Linked DNA regions of Rattus norvegicus: region 1 is linked to region 2. A link is a contact called in public Hi-C data. All regions are on one chromosome and are shown on one strand. The core of a region is the stretch at or near the end of the contact, and the rest is flanking DNA. Distances in the headings are between cores, read along the strand shown.

The links. A called contact is a pair of places that touch in the nucleus more often than the background predicts.
Region 1: a Hi-C map of liver shows a contact between it and region 2, with 3 times the contacts expected there. The contact joins the enhancer-like site here to the promoter of Ube2v1 in region 2. A contact is called at or near these places in 4 of 12 Hi-C or Micro-C datasets (Schwann cells, kidney and liver).

What each region holds. Positions count from the first base shown.
Region 1 is chr3:177,018,016-177,021,457 of GRCr8, reverse strand. No RefSeq gene overlaps it. Among named protein-coding and RNA genes, the nearest start is that of Ptpn1, 38 kb to the left of the region's middle. Within about 2 kb of position 1,322, at least 13 of the 93 cell types and tissues checked have an H3K27ac peak or open chromatin away from gene starts, as enhancers often do. A contact at or near this core is called in liver, where this site is marked.
Region 2 is chr3:176,757,696-176,761,096 of GRCr8, reverse strand. It overlaps Ube2v1 (ubiquitin conjugating enzyme E2 V1), which reads left to right and starts at 1,923. Exons shown (of 4, transcript NM_001110345.2): 1 at 1,923-1,986. The coding sequence starts at 1,965.

The sequences.
Region 1 (3,442 bases), core at 73-2,572, 260 kb before region 2:
TGGAGCCCAGGCCTACTATAGTCAGACTTTATCTCCACCTAGCTGGTGGAGGACATAACTGTCTCCAAGGTCTAGCCTGGAGCATCCATTCATTTTATGTTAGGGCTGGAGTTTTAAAATGCATGTCCAGGGCCAGCGAAGTGGCTCAATGGGTGAGGGAGCTTGCCACCAAGCCCGATGACCTGAGTTCGATTCCCTGGACCTGTATGAAGAAGAGAACAGACTCCTGTACAAGTCATGTGACCACACACACACACACACACACACACACACACACACCACACACACACCATGGCATGCACATGCCTCTTCCCGGCTAAATAAATTTGAAAACATATGTTCTAAGAAATGCATGTGTGGGCCATTTGCCTTGCTTTCTGTAGAGAGGCTGAGGGTTTTTTGTTTGTTTGTTTGTTTGTTTGTTTGTTTGTTTTCCTGTTTTCTATTTCTAAGCAGAATTGTTTCTTTTGTTTATTTTGAGGCAGGAGCTTGCTCTGTAGCCCAAGTGCTGAAATGACAGGTGTGTGCTCCTATTTGGGTTTGAGGGTCTTTATAGGGCTGAGGGAATGCAGACTTTGGTGTCGCATATGTTAGCAATGTGCTCGCTTTAAGCATGATGTATGAAACAAAGACGGAATCCCGTGGGCTGTGGTGGTTCACCCTCTGTTCTGTCCGTGTGCCTTTGCGCTAAAATTATTTATTGACGTCTGTTTAAGGATTTTTTTCGTCTGGAGCTAGAGATGTGGCTCAGGGGCTCACGAAGCCTTGGGTTCGACCCCCAGCAATGCATAAACGCGCTCCGGTGGCTCATGCCTGCAATCCCTATACCTAGGAGGTGTAACAGGGAAGTCGGAAGTCCAAGGCCATCCTTGAGAACCTATCAAGATGGACCGTGAACAGCTGCGGCTCTGATGAACGACGCAGCATCGGACCCACACCGCCCTCCCTGCGATCTTAAGAAGACCCCGCCCACAAGACCGACAACCCGCTCGCTCCAGCCCCATTTTACAGAGAGGCAAGCCGAAGCCCAGAAGAGTCAGGTTTCGCCCGAGGTCTCACGACTACTGGGTGACAGAGTGCTCAACTCCACATCCATACGTCTTTGTCACTTCTGCGGTTACCCTCTGTAAGCCTCCTCATTGCCAAGCTTCTGCCATGGTGAAACTAGAGGGTTCCCACTATCTACCCTGGGCCGGAAGTACATGTAGTTCAAGGTCTCGGTCACTGGGAGGCGCTGGAGACATGTTCCTTGCTTAGTGTGAAGGGCCATAAACAGCCTCCCTCAGGCAAGCGTGGGGCTTGAAGATCCTGCTAGCTGGGGTGGCTCCGGGGCAGAGGGACTATCCCCTGTCACACATGGGCAGCTCCTTCACCTTCCACTCCCCTACAGGGACTTCGGGGTTGCAGAACTGTGTGACTCAGCGCAGTGCAGCTGGGGACGTGTTTTCTGAGGCCTGGGTTCCTGCCTCCATCATTTTTCACTGGGGGCGGGGTCCTACAGAAGTGGTAGCTCTTACCGCTGAAAGAGAGTCCAGGCTCTCTGTAGACTTTTTCATGTGCCCCGTGGTGCCCCGCGGATGAGAATTTCTTTTGCCCAGGTCACATAGGGGACAGAAGCCAACTCTGGCTGGGAGCTTCACACACAAGGACAGCTCAGTGGCCTGTGAGGCAAGGATGGGCGCCAGGCACCATTGCTTTTTACAGAGGGTGGAAGCTCAGAGGGTTCCAAACCTGGCCACCCAGCTCCAGTGTCTGCGCCTCTGACCGCTACGCCCTGTGGTCCAGCAGGAGAACACGCATCATTCGTGCCTCTGACCTTACATCCTCCACTTATACACGATACACCCTTATTACTAGTTTTCTTTTCTTTTTTACATTTATTCAGTGTGTATGTGAGCGTACATACGTACCATTGTGCGTATGTAGAGGTCAGAGGACAGTTGTAAGAAGTCAGTTCTCTCTTTCCCCACATGGGTTCTGGGGATAGAACTCAGGCAGTCCGATTTGGCAGCAAGCCCCTTACCCACTGAGCTCTCTTGCAAGCACTTGCTGTCATTTCCTCACGTTGTCATTTTTGGTGTTTTGAGTCAAGATCTCTCCATAGCCCAGGCTGTCCACAAAATCTTCCTGCCTCCTGAGTGCTGGGATCCCGGGTGCGAGCCACACGCCTGACTTGGTTTCCCCCACTTTTGATGAAGAGCGGGTTTAGAAGCAGTTTTCATTTCCCTGTGGTTTTGTTATGAGGAAAACACGGGTGCCTTGGAAATGGGGAGTGGGGGTCCCCTGGGGCCAAGATCATTGTTTCTGAATCAATTTTGCAAGAAAATCTATAAACACTTTAATGAGAGTTTCCTAATGTTTAATGGGACTTCATTAAGAAATTAAAACCCCAGGAAGACAGCTCACAACTGGAGCCTGCTGCCGCTGAGAGCTGCCGGCCCACGGACTTCCCCAGGACAGAGGGACAATCACCAGGGACAGACATGCTCTCCCCTGCCTCTCATCAATGGTTTCTTCATCTTGTCATGCTTGTCCCATCCTTCTATTTTCTACCAATCTGTCATTCACCTGTCCTTCCACCCACCTACCCATCTATCCACCAGCCACCTACCATCTACCCACTCACCCATCATTCACTATCCACCCACCATCCACCCATCCACCATCCATCTACCCACTCACTACACACACACACACACACCATCTACCTACCCACCCTCCACCCACCAGCTACCCACCCATACAGCATCTACCCATTCAACACACACACACACACACACACACACACACACACACACACCCTCCCATCAACCAGTCCTTCCCCCATCTATCCATCTATTCATCCTTCGCCCACTCACCCACCTGTCATCTGCCCACCAGTTCAGTCCCCACACCTTCCCCATGGGTTCTTTTTGTCTATCAAACCCTAGGCCAAGCCCTCAGGTCACGGGGAAGGCCAGCATCTGATTCCTGCTCTCCAGGAGCCGTCACCCAGCCCCGCAGACATGAGAAGAAAACCAGAGACGAAGACAGAACCAGACAGTGTTTCAGGAAGATTCTGTCTGTCCCTGTCATGGGCAAACTCTCAAATGCTGGAGCCTGTTTTCCTTCTGTGACACGGACTGTGTTTTCCAGTTTATATCGCCGTGACAAAATGCTGGAGACCTGGTGGTTGTTAAGTAACCGTGGGTTATCTTGGCCCACAGTTCTAGAGGAAGGAAAGTCCAAAGTCACGAGGTCCTGGGTGGCTGCTTCAAAACGCAGCAGAAATCACAGGGCAAAGGCGTAGTGGAGAACACCATGGTAGAGACAGAGGCTGGCTCACTCACCGGGGGCGCCTGCAGACTCCACTCAGCTCCCCCGAGACCACTGGGTACTTCATAATGCCCCGCCTTCCTCAAAGTTGCACAGAAAGCCAACAGGCAACCTGGGGACAATGTAC
Region 2 (3,401 bases), core at 674-3,173:
TTTGAGACAGGGTCTTAACCAGGTATTCTAGGCTGGCCCCAATTCTCCATCCTCCTGCCTCCAGCCTCCCTACTGCTGAGATTACAGTGGTGTGCCATGTCCAGCTATCTTTACAAACCTCTCAGCAGAAGCCCCCACAAAGATAAACAACGAAGACTCAAGTCTCGAGACTCTCACTTCTGAAGTGAGTCAGCCTCAAGGGACAAATGCTTGCTCTACGTCCCAGTGCTTTTCAGTGGCCCGAAGTCCAGAGCAATAGTTATCTGCTTCCAAAGGCCGCTTCGTGTCATGTGAAGCAAAAGCGACTAGCTGGAAAACTTGGCATCTCCAGAGCCGGTTACAATAGGGAAGACGGAAGGCTCTGAAGCCAAGGAGACCCTGTGAGGTTCCAGCAGCCTTGAGAAGAGCCAGAGCCACACTAGGGAGGTCCTGCATGTGTCGTAATGTCAGATTGAGGCTGCCGTAGTATTGTGGACTCAAACCTGGAGATACACCTCGGCAAGCAGGTACAGCACTGGGACACAGGGAAAGCCTCCATAAATACAAGGCCACAGACAGGTCATGGGCCCCAGCTCTGGGTGCAGAGCCTTATGAATTGTGTAGTCACCCTTCCCAGTCTGTCTAGAGACCTGGTTCCCTCTGTTCTGTGGAACACACTCCTTCTAGTCTGGTGTGCATCTTCTGCACTGGATGAGCTTACCACATACTTCCTCACGAGAGGTGACTGAACCAGGCGAGGGTCTCCAGCTTCCTTGTTCCTCTGCTGGTCCTGGTAGCAGTGTAACCTGCAGCCCAGCTGGCTACTTCATCCTTTATATCCACATCCCCTTAGGGCCTTCACATCAAAGGTGGCTTGGTGATGGGTTTGCTCTGAAAGCAGGTCTCCGGAAAGTCTGTTGGAATGGGACCGGGACAGGAGGCCTTTCCTGATTGTTCTGCTGCCCATTCATAGGTTTACCCCCTATCTTATTGTAGGTAAAAACGTATGTTTATTTATATTTGTTACTCGTTCTCTGTCCAACTAGAACGTAAGTACTTGAGAAGAGTAATCTCACTTCGCAGAGATGTTGCCATCCCCAGCACCTAGCTCAGTTCTCCCACATAATAGATGTGTAATAAATATCTGGGTGAATGAATGCTTAAATCTAAGAGTGGAAAATTGCAGAGCTAGGGATCTGGCGCCTTTAGTAAAGACCATGCACAGCAGACACAAAGCCCTGGGATCAGTCTCTAAGAACTCTGAAACCAGGTGTAACACAAGCCGGCAACCCCAGCAGGAGGTGGAAGCAAAAGAATCAGACGTTCAAGGTCATCCTCTGTCTAATGGCTCTAGGACAGCTGAGTTGAGATCTTGTCTCAGACAAAACCCCTAGACAAACAAAAAGAAAGCCCGCCTCAAGGAAGGTAGGTTCTCGACTCCCTAGCTGCACCTTGTCCCTGCATGCCCCAGAGCTGCAGCAATGCTGGAAAGATTGTAGTGGTCCACAATTTTACGTATTCAGGCCTTTCGGTGTGTTTTTCTTCAGATACCCCATAACAAAGATCACCTGGCTTGGGTTCAAATTCTGACTCAGCTACTTAACAGTTGAGATGAACTTCATCTCTCTCAGTTTCATTTTCGCTACTGGTGAGGACTGGAAACAGCCTGGGAACAGGCGCAGGGTTCCGCAGCCCTTCCCCCTTCTGCTCTCCCGGAAGAGCACGGTCACCCGGGGGCCCTGGCGCCGAGCACCTGCACTCTTCCCCCACGCCCGGGCTGGGCGGAGCTTGCAGGTTACTCCGCCCTCGTGCTCGCTCACTGAAGACTCGGGCAAAGCCCTTCCCGCCCGGCTCCTGCGACCCCGAGCGGGCGTCAGCGGCACCGTCTGCGCCTGCGCTTACGTCTGCGCCTGCGCACCAGCGCCCGAGAAAAACTCAAGGGGGGGGTGAAGAAGGGGCCGGCCTTCGAGCGACAGCGACGCAAGATGGCAGCCACCACAGGCTCGGGTGAGCGGGGGCGCCGGGCGTGCTGGCAGACGGAGCGCGGGCTGCTTGGGCTGAGTCCGGGGCTAGCGGAGGCCATACTGGCTTGGCCGGGGCTCCGCGCTCTGCCAGTGGCTGCGTTTCACTGAGCGGCCGGGCCTAGAACGAGCAGGCGGCGGCCGGAAGCCCGGGCGGGGGCAGCCGGGCCGTGGGCGGTGCGGCCAAGCCGGAGGCTCAGGCGCCTCCGGGGGGCGGGGGGTGGAGGAGAGGCCGGCAGAGGGGCCGAGTGTGCTAGGGAATGCCCGGGCGAGGTCCCACTGGGAGCTGGCCTGAGCGACTGGGAGCTGGGGGTGCCTGGCGGGGGAACGCGGGCGCAACCCTAGGGAGCACAGGAGGAGATGGAGCCCCACGGGCGGCAGGCGAGGCCGCCCGGGGCCCCGCGCCAATTTAGGGTCGGGGCTGTGAGAGGGAGAGCATCATGGTGGTCGCTTCCCCTGGAAATCGGGGCACCTGCACGGGCTGAGCCAGGCGTCTGCAGTGGGAGCAGGCCTGGGTTGCAGAGACCAGGGATAGATTTCAGAAGGCGCGCTGAGAGCCGAGCGCCGCGTTGGATGGGCGCGAGCAGGTGCCTCGGAAGCCCTGGTCTGTGTGTTGGGGGGGAGGTCTGTTGGGCCGTGTCGCCGTTGGGAAAGCTTCTGCGGTGGGGAGAATGGGATGGGGTGCAGTCCCGCAGATGCTTCTTTTAGAGAAAAACCTCTTCCTGCACGGAGCGGATGGAGGAAGTGATTGTCACTCCTTCTACTCCTTCGGATAATTGGGGAAAATATGTAGGTTCAACTCAGAAACTCTCCATTATCTGGTGTGGTAAGAGAGGAACAGTGAAATGAGAACCCTTGGACTAAATGGAAGGGATAACAAGAGGGAAAGGGGGTGCTTTTGCGAGAGAAGCTCTGCCGGTCTCTAGTGGGCTAAGAGAAGGGCAGATGGGGAATCTTGAAGGGTCTGCCTTAGTACCAACAACTCGCACTTGATTAAGGGGCATGGAGTCTGGCAGTCTAGAGAAGGTGGAGTGGGTTTGGTGAAGGGGTCTGGGAAGGCAGAAGAGTCTGCTTTTCCAGTGAAGAAGGATTCAGGAGAGACTGGGTGCTCCCTTCTGGTGTGGGTCTGCGCCCTCGGGAGCCTGGTGGTGGAGGTGAGCAAGGGGTAAGGACAGACCAGCAGTGTCTTGGAGCTGCTCAAGAGCCTCAAGAGCAGGTGTTGTGGGGATGGGAAGCAGAGAGGCTCAGCCTGCAGCGATCCACCACACAGTGCCTGTTGTGTCCTGGAGAAAACTACGCAGGGCCAAGTCAGTCCATTCACCAACAAACACATGGTCATGGGCACTTGGGAAGACCAACTCTGAGTCAGGCTGGACTGGGGTGGGATGGAGGGCATCTCCC